2 separate regions of the Mus musculus genome follow, and region 1 is linked to region 2. A link is a contact called in public HiChIP or PLAC-seq data. All regions are on one chromosome and are shown on one strand. Each heading gives the region's core, a stretch centred on a gene start, on an enhancer-like site or on the middle of the called end of the contact. The rest is flanking DNA. Distances are from core to core; before and after follow the strand shown.

Evidence for each region. HiChIP or PLAC-seq counts read pairs in DNA pulled down with a chosen protein or histone mark.
Region 1: an H3K27ac HiChIP or PLAC-seq map of epiblast stem cells shows a contact between it and region 2. The contact joins the enhancer-like site here to the promoter of Nus1 in region 2. A contact is called at or near these places in 1 of 39 promoter capture datasets (hippocampal neurons) and 4 of 115 datasets of contacts at active chromatin or transcription factors (astrocytes, epiblast stem cells, forebrain and 1 more).

Annotation. Positions count from the first base shown.
Region 1 is chr10:52,739,603-52,745,795 of GRCm38.p6, reverse strand. All of the region lies in intron 1 of Slc35f1 (solute carrier family 35, member F1), which reads right to left. Among named protein-coding and RNA genes, the nearest start is that of Slc35f1, 52 kb to the right of the region's middle. RefSeq lists an enhancer at 642-3,984. Within about 2 kb of position 2,960, at least 45 of the 459 cell types and tissues checked have an H3K27ac peak or open chromatin away from gene starts, as enhancers often do. A contact at or near this core is called in astrocytes, epiblast stem cells and kidney, where this site is marked.
Region 2 is chr10:52,416,164-52,422,150 of GRCm38.p6, reverse strand. It overlaps Nus1 (NUS1 dehydrodolichyl diphosphate synthase subunit), which reads right to left and starts at 4,604. Exons shown (of 5, transcript NM_030250.2): 1 at 3,983-4,604. The coding sequence starts at 4,409.

The sequences.
Region 1 (6,193 bases), core at 1,711-4,210, 330 kb before region 2:
AGACGCTCCTAGAAATGGCTGCATCAGCAAGACCAGGAAAAGGGCAACATCGATGGACATGTTAGTATGAGGAGGAGAAACGTTCGTGGAGTCACACCATTTGACAAAGAGCTATAGGAAACTAATGACTGCTGAAAGTAGGAAACTAATGTAGCTCGCTAATATTTGTATGAGAAGAAATTCATTAGCCTCTCCCAGTAATGAACGCTCTCACTGGTTGTCCATTAAAGGTTAGCCTTGAAAACAAGTACACATAAACAACAAAACTGAACTCAATAAATTACACATGCTCACACATATATGTATATGTGCATATATGTATAGATATACACATGCATATGTATATAATAAAGAAGATGAGGCTATCAACTTGAGAGTGGGGCTAGGCATGAGAAGGGTTTGAAGGAAAGTGGCTTGGAGAGACTGCAAGGGGCAAAGGAATGGGGAAAAGTGAAGTAGTTCTATTTCAATTGAAAACATATTTTAAAATTATTACCAGTGAGAAGTGATTTTTAACTGTTTAACTTAACAAAGTCAAGGTCATCTAAAAGATAAATTGTATTCTGTATACAGTCAATTAACAAAGGATTGGAAAACAAACAAACCCCTTGATCTCTCAGTTACTTTATTTAGCTTGTTCACCACTGAATGGCTCTTTTCCCTGTACTACTTTTATAGTTTATGGTGAGGTTAAAGCCATTGTAGCTCCCTAATATTTGCATGAGGCTCAAGCTTGAGAAAATTCAGATAGCTTTTATTACCTGGACTTATTAATGTCCTCATAATTCTTAGTAGCACTTAAGGCTATACTTTGAAATCTGGAAGGCTGAGAATCTTCATCCATAGATACTCAGGAGACATCAAGAACCACATATGCCCTGGTTGATACTTGCTGCACATAACTACACTGAAATGTTCTGCTTCCCTTGCAAAACAATCCAGACTATAGCAATAAATCACCCACTTCCGACCCACTGCGAGAACGACAGGTCATCCACACCCTCCTGTATCTTCCCAAGAGGCCTTATTGGAGATGTGAATGGCCTCCTATGTCCAGACTGGCTGAGATCACGCAAGTAGTAGTGAACTTAGAAATGTTCACATAAAAGATTTATAATGCCTACATTCTTGGCCTACTGGTCTAGGCCCTGGCCTATATCTACCTGAAAATATGGACAACTTTTGTATTTGGTGAGGTTTTGATGATAAGCCTAAACTATAAAATAAGATCTATAAAAGTTTTTTCTTTCTTTCTTTCTTTTTTTTTTTTTTTTTTTTAGTGTTTGCAAATAGGATTTACAAAAATGAAACTCAGGGGCCCATGTGTCATCTACCACCTTGTGTGTGTGTGTGTGAGTGCACATGCGCACACACACACACACACACATCAGGATGAACTATGTAAGATTCAGACAAGTTTTATGTTTATATACACAAATATATTTGTATATAAAACATATTTAGGTAAATGCATGCTTACAAATACATCAGTAAAGATATAAGCACACAGGTCTTACCAATCTTAAGGTTGACAATTAGGTACAAAGGACTCAACTCTCCCAAGTGGCAATCCAACAAGTGTATTTTCCCTCTCATTTTTAGGATGGAGGGGATTTTTAGCTCCCACTTATTCTATCTTCTGCCTTCTAACCAGAAAGGCACCCCAGTGAAGGTATAAAGTAGCTTTCCTACACACACTGGGGACGCAGAACGAAAGGAGAAGTACTAATTAAATGGCATCTACTTTCTCCTAAGGTTTAGCGGAGCCTCATCCAGAGTAAGTAAATGCCTGTGGTGAATATCATTATAAACTCTGTCCAGCACAGCCTGTGAACATGATCAGCAAGGAGCAAGCCTTCATCCACTTTCTGCCAACTTCTCTCCACACCCACCAGAGCTGGGTTTGCACATGGAGGTTCTGGGTACTATTTAATTGGAAACATCATTATTTTTCTTGAAAAATCAGAAAGTAAGATGAGCTCAATGAGTTCAATAGACAATCTTCAATTCCCCCCCCCCCCAAAAAGTAGATCCTCCTTTAGCTGTGGGAGGCTAAAGATTATAACCACAGGGCCGTTATCTACAGGGGAAACGGGATTTTCAGTTTCTAAGGAATGATTAATCCAAAGACCAAAATCAATCTTCCCTTGGCAAAGTTTTTGATCTGTCTTTTGCATGTTTCTTTCTCTCCTTTGTAATTAAGAAGATTCTGCCCTGAGTCTGATGAACCCCACAGGGTAAGGAAATATTGACAACTACTGCAGAGAGTTCACCCTGTGAACTGGATCAAAGGTAGCAAGATGGCTTTAAAGACACGGACTGCCAAGGAAGAAGATTAACCAGCTGAAGTTAATGTCAGCTGATTTAGGAAAGGGGAGAAGGGGGAAATCCTCTTAAATATTTTATCTTGTAAATCTTTACTTCACCAGCATTCCTGAATGAAGCAAATTTACTAGTTAGTGTTCTGAAATGGACAGGCTACAGAAAAAAACAAAACAAAACAAAACAAAAAACAAAAACAAAACAAAACAAAAACCAGATACACACAATGTAGAGAAGGAAGAGCGCACACGGAGCAGCACAGGTCCCCAGAGCAAAGTTGATCGAACATTCCAATTAAAAGCAAAGATAAAACATTAACCTTCTCAACAATGTCCATCAATGCTCCATTGGAAATAAGTCATGGCCAATCTGAGGAGACTCAGACACACAGTCTCTTCTCTATCCCCTTCGCCCCTCACACACACAAGGCTGAGCAAAAGACTCAATCTATCGGAATGCAGGTTTCATCACTGAAGCTATTGTTCTGTCAAAAAAAGGGGGGGTGGGTGGGCAGGGAGCGCTTCATTCATTAAGGCTGCAGCAGATGGCAGCTCTGCAGAAGGACGCAGCATGAGGCTGGCCACCGGCTGGCAAGCACAGTCCAAGTAACATTCACGCCCAGCTGCACTGTGAGGCTCTTTTCAGAAGCCTTGCATTCCTCAGGCAGGGGCTCCCTGGGGAATCCCAGGGGCTTCATGTTTAGGCACTGCCCTTGGCAATCAGGGCACAGTCCCATTCCGTGTCTCTGGACTTCCTCTTCCATGCTCTCTGATTGCACCTAGGTTTTCTACAGAGATTAGGATTCTGGCAAAAAGAGCATTCCTGTGGGGGTCTTTGAACAGAGTCTTAGGTCTGCAAAAGGGTCTTTTCCAGGTCCCTTACCCTGGGCGCATTGCTGGGCCTACACTATACAAAGAAGCAAGCTGGTGAATATTCACAGTTTTGTTTTGTTTTGTTTTAGTTTCTGGGTTTTTTGTTTGTTTGTTTATTTGTTTTTTGTTTTAGATAATACAGGAATGTGAAAGAAAGAAAGAAAGAAAGAAAGAAAGAAAGAAAGAAAGAAAGAAAGAAAGAGAGAAAGAAAGAAAGGAGGAAGATGGAAAGAAGGAAGGAAAGAAGAAAGAAAGAAAGAAAGAGAGAGAGAGAAAGAGAAAGAGAGAGAGAAAGAAAGAAAGAAAGAAAGAAAGAAAGAAAGAAAGAAAGAAAGGAGGAAGGAAAAAGAAAGATGGAAAGAAGGAAGGAAAGAAGAAAGAAAGAAAGAAAGAAAGAAAGAAAGAAAGAGAGAGAAAGAGAAAGAGAGAGAGAAAGAAAGAAAGAAAGAAAGAAAGGAAGGAAGGAAGGAAGGAAGGAAGGAAAGAAAGAAAGAAAGAAAGAAAGAAAGAAAGAAAGAAAGAAAGAAAGAAAGAAAGAAAGGAGATCACAGCATGCCTTTCAAACCTGCAAAAATGTAGTCTGTTCCTTTTTAGATATTTTTGTGCTTCCTTAAAATCATCGTATGTATAAGACACAATACTCCGAACTTTTCCCACTGTCTTTGATTCCATTAAGTGAGATCAATCATAAGACTTTATAAATTTCATTTTCTCCTTTTTTATTTTTGTCATACATTTCTTTATGGGTTCATATTGAATACTGTTATTTAGATCATACCTGTCCCTGCCTCCCCATCTGTTATATTCCCTGATAAAATGTGATCACAAGGTTAAGTTTCCAGCCAGTGTTTTCTATCTTGAAAATGGTTTTAATCCAGACAGTCTGTATGATAAGTCACCCTTTCTGTCTTAAACTCAGCAAACAGTCCTTTACTCATTCTGTTACAACCTCCTTTGTCTGTTGGTTTTTCTGCCTAAGAAGGAGCAGATTGTATTCTTTCATTTTAGGCTCTGTACTGTTTTTATTTTAATTTTATATATCTGGATCTTTTGCCTGAATGTGTGTGGGTGCACCATGGGGCCTCTGAGCCCCTGGAACTAAAGTTATAGATGGTCATGAGTTACCATGTGGTGCTGGAAATTGAACCTGGGTCCCCTGGAAGAATAGACAGTGTTCTTAACTGCTGAGTCATCTCTCCAGCCTGGCACTGAATTTTTTTTAATTTATTTATTTTATGTGAGTACATTCTTGCTGTCTTCAGATACACCAGAAGAGGGCATCTGATCCCATTACAGATGGTTGTGAGCCACCATGTGGTTGCTGAGAATTGAACTCAGAACCTTTGGAAGAGCAGTCTGAGCTCTTAACTGCTGAGCCATCTCTCCAGTCCCCAGCACTGAATTTTATCTCTAAACCTTGTAGACTTGTCCAATCTTACTCCAAAGCCCAAGCCCCCTTACTCTGACTTGGGAGGATTCTGGACTATGGATGAACCCTACAAATCATTATTTTTATAGATAACATTCACACTTCTGAGAAAAATTCCATATGAAAGGAAATATTTCCATTGGAGTCTAAAAATAGAACATCTAGACAGAAATAAATAGTAAATTAATTCACTCACTTGTGCATATCTATGATTTTTCTTTTAGGTTAGACATATTTTAAAATATATTCTTTCAGTTTATGCTAAAGAATTGGGGGAAAATATTTCCACTTCCATGAAAGGCTTTGACTACTTGAAGTTCCTGTATTTATCAACATTGAAGTCTCAACACCTGCTTTCTTCTGTGTCTTAACTGTAATTTAAGAAATTATAATTTCAACAGTGCACATTTTCAAATTAAAGATTTTAATCATGTTTACTATAAAGCCTCAAAGTTGTTTTAGATGACTTTTTTATCTTCACCAGAGTAGTCGTACCTTGGAATCTCGTCATTTGCTTGAATTTATTATTACCTGTGCCAGGAATACTTTAACTAAGTCAATGGCCAGTGTCACATGCATTCATCTGGGATCATTCCCCTGATGGGTAAGCCTCCTTGAGAGTAGGTGTCTTTGCAAGACACGGATCTTCCATAGCACCTACCCTACAGTACTTGGTAAATGGTGCTCAGTTATGTTCAACAACAAAACTATCAAACTGTTGGTCTTACTGCTATGGACCAGAGGGACAGCACAACAGAGTACACAGCCATGGCTGCAGTTCATTCAATTAGAGCTAGAGCCCAGCTGGCTGCTGGTGGCTCTTGCCTTTAATTCCAGCACTTGGGAGGCAGAGGCAAGTGAATCTTTAAGGTCCAGTCCAGTCGGGTCTACAAGAGCAGGTTCCAGGATAGCCAGGACTACATAGAGGAACCCAACTTGAAAAGCTGGGGGGGGGGGAGAGAGAGAGAGAGAGAGAGAGAGAGAGAGAGAGAGAGAGAGGGAGAGGGAGAGGGAGAGGGAGAGGGAGAGGGAGAGGGAGAGGGAGAGGGAGAGGGAGAGGGAGAGGGAGGGAGGGAGGGAGGGAGGGAGGGAGAGAGAGAGAGAGAGAGAGAGAGAGAGAGAGATTAAGCCTCAGCATAATGGCACTACATGTTCTGAGTCATTATTTAATCTCACTGGGTATCTAAATACTAAAGGTAGGGAGAGTTCAGGAGAAATTCTGATTCAACCACACCGTGTTAAATTGCTGGGCAAAATACATAGCTTCTGATTACTAGATTGCAAGTCATATTCCAACTTTTTGCTAAAGCACGGAGTGAACAAGCTTGAAGAACACATCTCTATACACCTATCAAATCTCTACCCACAAACAACATCCAGAAGAACAAGGCTGGAGTGTAGACATGGAGCAAAGAGGAGGTAGTATGGAGTCAGACATGACTGAAAGGCTGTAGGTGAACCATGTATCACAGATATGAATGTGATGACAAGTGTTAATCAAAACAACACATGTGAGACTCTACCTGCAAAGGGGAGACTCCACACCTGCACATGGAGCACGATTCATTCC
Region 2 (5,987 bases), core at 3,355-5,854:
ATTTATAATAAGTAACGCTACCCCCAAATTGTCCTCATATGTGAATAAGAATGTAAAAGCTGAAATGAGGTGTGTGCATGTGCCTGTGCATGTGTGTGAGCACATGCGTATGCTGGGTCTCGGTACCATATCCACTAAACTGCATCTCCATCTCCAACTCATGATTATTCTTACATAAGGCAAGTGGCACAGTACCTTTTGTTCTACGTTCAGGTCAAACTCCAGAGTGCAGAAGCACCACATAAGTAGCTTGATAAAAATAGCAAAGCCTGGGTTGGAATACCTTAATTCAGCTGATCAGTAAGTGTGATGAGTCAGTGGTGCCATGAACGTTCAAGGACTCTTTCTCAAACTCCCCTAAACAGACCTACTGTAATCGTAGTACCAACCCAACTGGGCAATAAGGGGTACCCAACCCGACTATTTGGAGCACTGTGTACTTCAAGTGAACACAAAAAAGCAGAAGAGCCCCAAGGCTGTATCATCAAATACATTTAAGAAACACTTTTTTTTAAACACAATTCCTATCATAATCATTTTCTAAATCATAAACACACAGATAAAATAGTCAATTCTCCTTATAAGAACCGTGAGCTCAAAATTTCCTGACCAATCTTCTAAGAAAACTTTAACTTTCAATGAATAAATACAGCAGAAGTTAGCATAATCAAAACGGTTGGCAAGTATAATGAAGAAGTACATAGGCTTAACTGAATCGCTCAGGGCTACAGTGCCAAAGGCCCAGAGTTCAATCCCCAGAGTGACCACCAAAACATAAGACACTCCAGGTGAAGAACTCACTTCAGAATAAATAAATAAACAAACAACTAAAAACCAGACCCATGCCTGTAATCCCAGCAGCAGAGAAGCTGAGGCAGGAGAACCTTAAGTTGGAGGCCAGCCTACCAAGACAAAAGCAAACAAACTTGGTCATTGGTTCACAGGAAGAGACAAATGAAAGTAAATGTCAATGGGTATTTTAGTCTAAGAATTAAAAGCAACCTATAGCCCATCATAATCAGAATGAATGGTATTTAAATACAGATGTGAGGTTGATGAGATGTAGGCTAGGGGGAAATTAAATCATAGGCTTGTCTCCACAGTGGCTGCTATCAACACCCTTCAGCTCTACCTTGAGGCATAAGCCATTTTCCCCCTGAGAAGTAAAATCTACTGCCTTCATTCCAGACAGACAGTGTGACTGCTTGCTTAAACTAGGTCCTAAGGCCTTGCAGATTTGGTCTGATTCTCAGAACTTTTGATCTGAAGGCAAGTGGATCATTTTGAAGTCTCTATTATATAAAAAAGCCTATAGTAGCCTTATGAAGACAGGTGACCATCTCTTCCACTCCAGCCACTATGAATCAGGCATAAAATGGATGACACATGGCAACCTTTATGTCTCTGCCAATTGACTGACTGCAATCTATGTATGTAAGTGACTGCAAGGAAAATTGCCCAATTGTACTGAGTCAACACGTAATTATTTTAAAACACTGAACTTTGGGATAGATTTCTACAACATATGAGCAAAACAGCTGCCTGGGCATTCATCTTACATTGTTTTCCAACATTCTGCTACAGAAGCCTACCTGTTATACTCACTGTTCCCAATGACCAATTCAACACGTTAAGGAAAATCTAATGGGAAAGCCACCAAAGAGGTGGCATTTCCAATTCACATATAGGGAGGGACAAGGGAGTGTTTGAGCTCCTAATCCTATGTACCTTTGGGAGTTCCAATGCAAAGGTCACTTTCCCTTCTTCCTAGAGCCACCGGGGGACAACAGCACTTCAAGGGGATTTCCCCGTTTCTCTCCCTGGTCTTTCGTACTCATTTGTCACGACTTACATATGGGTCTGCATTGATATATAGTAGCTATCCCTCCTTGAAAGTTTTCTCGTTTATGTACATGTCAATACACAAAAACTTTTCTAAATATCTATAGCAAAACAATCTTAAATAGAGGCATACTAGAGGAAACAGAAGAACGTTTAAACACCTTTACCTATTCCAAGGTCTCTCTGTACTTTCAAACCTGAGCTTTCCCTTCCGGCTATCACCTCCTCTCCCCTCCCCTATCTTTTCCCCATTGTGTGTCTAAAACTATAAATTGTCCAGCACACTTATATTAGATGTATTCGTTATGTTCTGTTCTCATTGACTCCTGCATGCTTTCTCATGCTTAGAAAGCTATGCTATTTCATATACACCCAACTTGGGCTTGCTGAAAGAAAGAACCAGTCAAAAGCCAGGATATGTAAAGATCTCTTATTCAAACTATGAAATTATGGCCTTTAAAACAAAGTGCTTCTACAGAAGCACACAGAATCCTTGAAGTCTATTCAGTTAAAAAAAAAAAATGCCCCTTAAATCCCCATTTAGTTCTAGGTCAAAACTTGGCTTAAGTTGGCTTCTTTTCCTTGCTAATAATTTTCCCTCAAAGAGCATATGACACAGGACTTGAATCACACCAGAAATTGAGTAACAGGAACTGCAGGAACAAGGAAGTGTGGATGTATTGTGAACTCCTGCTTGGAAGCAGTCTTGTCAAACAACTCAGCTCTAGCTTTCCTTCCTACTGGATGTACGTCAATCCACGTTACTTAATGCCTTTGATTTCCTTTTTTATTGTCTTATTATATCCCACACTACTGACTGCACTGGGTCAGGCAAGGGCCATGTCGCCTCCTAGACTTCTACTGGTTTCATGAGTCCTTCGGGAAACTCTGTATTGTCAGTCTCTGAATATATTGCACTTTACCCTATAGGGCAAATTATCACTTCAGATGACAGACTCCTGGGGAGTCATCCTCCTTGCTAGCTGTAAAAGAGAATAAAGTAGTCAGAGGTTACTATTACCCCAACCAAACCCCAAACTCAAATACATAGCTGACAAAGATTTAAAGGCAAAACTCAAAATTGCTTCTCCGGAGCATGCAGGCAGTTTACCGGAGAAGAAAGCCGTCATTTTTCTTTCCTGCATACCAATCCTCCTGACTCACCCTACTCAGCCCATCTCTAGCTTTAAGGAAACACCAAGGCACTTAGACTTGACGGAAATGCAAGGCTGACATTTAGAGCCTCCTCTTTATCTCGCTCCTGGTCTTCAATCCCCTACTAACATTTCATCTCCTCTACCCCAACTCTCAAGTTCCTCCTTTCAGAATCTCCTTTCTAGTAGAAACACTCCCCAAATGTCATCCATCACCTCTGTGAGTGTGTCCCTTTCTCCCCTCCAGCCTGAGACGAAGGCAAAATTCCAAGAAATATATTTGCCATTATAACTAACGCTTTAGGCTTGTCATGCAGTAAGTGTTGAGTTCTGTCCTTAACAAACCCGTGGTGAAATCCACTGCCTTGATTACTTGAAGGAACACAAGTGTATCTAGTACTGTACTGGCCTCTAAGGTGAAATGGCAACACGTGATTTCAGGCCTTTTTCCAGGCCTATCAAAACTCTCACACACTTTTCAGAAACCCCATTCAAATGCCACCTAACTCCAAGAGAGCTCATTTGGAAATCCTACAATGCAGCTCACGTATAAAGCCGCCACTGCTTGGTCGCCCTTAAGATGAGTTCATTGAACCCCCTTGAAGAGACACTTTGAAGAGCGCACAGACTGGTTAACTCCCCGTTACTTTTATGACCTTGGGCAAATCAGTTAATGTTCTGAACGTCAGCTCCCTCTTTCGTGAAACAAAGCCAGAGAAAACCACCTCCCTTAACGGACTACATTAAATATCTTTTACATGTTACAAACACTAACCAAATCTAAAGACTTTGTCAACGTCAACGTTCAATAAGACTGATCTCCCTTCCTCGAAAGCACCAGCACAGTGTAAGGGCCAAGGGCTACCGAAACTCGCAGGGCCTGGAGAGGGCGGCGGCCTCGCAGGACGACCGGGAACAAACTAGCTAGAAACGTAGTCCTCAGACTCGGAAGTGCCTCGGTCACCCCACCTCCCACCCGGCCTCACCTTGGTGGTCGTAGACGCTAATGTAGGAGATCCCCACGGCCATACACCACACCACGAGGCTGGCGATGTCTGAGAAGCTGGGCTCCTGCACTTCCTCCGTGACCAACAGGCCCATGTGCACCGGCAGCTTCTGCAGGGACCGGACGTCCGCGCGCCAGCGCAGCCGAGGATGGGTGGCGGCCGGTCCCGGTCCCGGTCCCGGTCCCCCGTGCGGGTGCCGGTGATGACGCCGGTTCCTGCCGACGGCCCGGGGCTTGCGGAGCGTGAAGCCGAGCGGCGCTAGGACCGCGGCGGAGGCGGCGCGACAGCAGCGCCGCCAGATCCAGTTCCAGGTGCCGAAGCGAACGCGGAGCCAGGAGGTGAGCGTGAGGTGCAGGCAGAGCAGCGCGTGCAGCACCCGCCACACCAGCTCGTACAGCCCCGTCATACTCCTGTGGCGCTCGGGCACCGTCACCTCCCTCCGGCCCACACCCGCGGCGCGACAGGGTCTTATCCGCCCCAGCGGCCGGCGCGGGCCATCGCTCCGCGTCCCCCCACCCCCCGCGCCCGAGCCCCTCGCCACTGCCAACACCTCACCTAGCCCCCGCCGCCATCTTCCTCCGCCCTCCGCAGCCCCGCCCCCGTTAGTACATGGAGAGTTCTGATTGGCTGCCGGGGAACTCCGACGCGACCGGGAGTCGTGGCTGGAGCCGCCACCGCACTGCTAAAGAGAGCGTGCGCTTGAGAATGAGGCTGGCTCCGGGCCGCTGGCGCCCCCTGGGGATGAGGAGGGCGACGCGCCAACGCCTCTAGCCTTTCTCCTATGGAATGATTGGGCTGTTCCTCAGACTGAGGGGAGGATCTGCAGCTTGAGATTTGTTGCCTATCTCCCCCTCACGGCCATGACAGAAACGATTCCCAAGGAGTTAAAAGCAATCTAAATGAACTGGAAGTTACACAGAGAGAATCCACCACCGCATCAGCAAGTGTAGATGCTGGAAATCGACCACGGTCCCCAAACAGAAGTGTTCTTGTCCCCAAAGGCTCAAGTGTTCTTGGAGAGGTCTCATCACAGTTCTTTGTCCAATCTTCCGACGAGAATAGAACGTCCCAGAATGGGAATGAAGTCCTACAGCATAGGACCTGGAAACAGACTGTTAGGGTCTGACACTGTTAGGGTCCCTAACAAATCAAGCTCTGCCACCTGTCCTTCATAGACCAATGACACAATAGAAGGTAAATACAGAAAAGCGAAACTGATTCAATGTGGCCACTCTGAGAAGAGAATCAGTGCCCAGATACAGTTGGATCTGTGTAATACAGACATATTTTTTACTGTATAGCCCCTTTTCCCATTAGGAAATGTCTACAGGCCTTAATGTTTTGGCCATTGTCACCTGTTTTAATTGGTCTCATTTCTGTAAGAATTGCTTTGCTTTAGTTTAAAACGTGAGTCTCATGTCCATCTGCAAGTTTTGTTGCCTTTGGCAGGAAATGCCTGTGGAGGAATTTTAATTGGGCAACATGGCTCCTCTCAATAACCGTAGCCAAAGATATGATCTGGCCATGATCCACACTGGATTACAGTATGATCTGGCTGGAATACACACACTCCCTTAGCACATACCTGTAATCCCTGACAATGAAGATAAGGCTAGTTTGTTGAAGGAAGCATCCATGTTTGAAATTGATGTTTAATTGAAGGGCAAAGTTATGAATCAGGAAAAAAATTGAGTGAGAGATAGGATACGTCCAACTCACAGAAAAACAGACAGGAAACAGATGCTAGTTATGGGAGGGAGGAGAGAGAGAGAGAGAGAGAGAGAGAGAGAGAGAGAGAGAGAGGTGGAGTGGGGAGGTGGGTAGTATATGTGTATGGCAGTTTTACAAAAACAGTTTTACTGAGATAGGTTACAGAGGGAACAAACTAGATACAAGTGAAGACAGAATGAGTCAGAGAATGAGAGTCAGAACATATTAGAACATATTGCCAAAGTTAGTATGAAGCCAGTCAGAGCAATTCAGT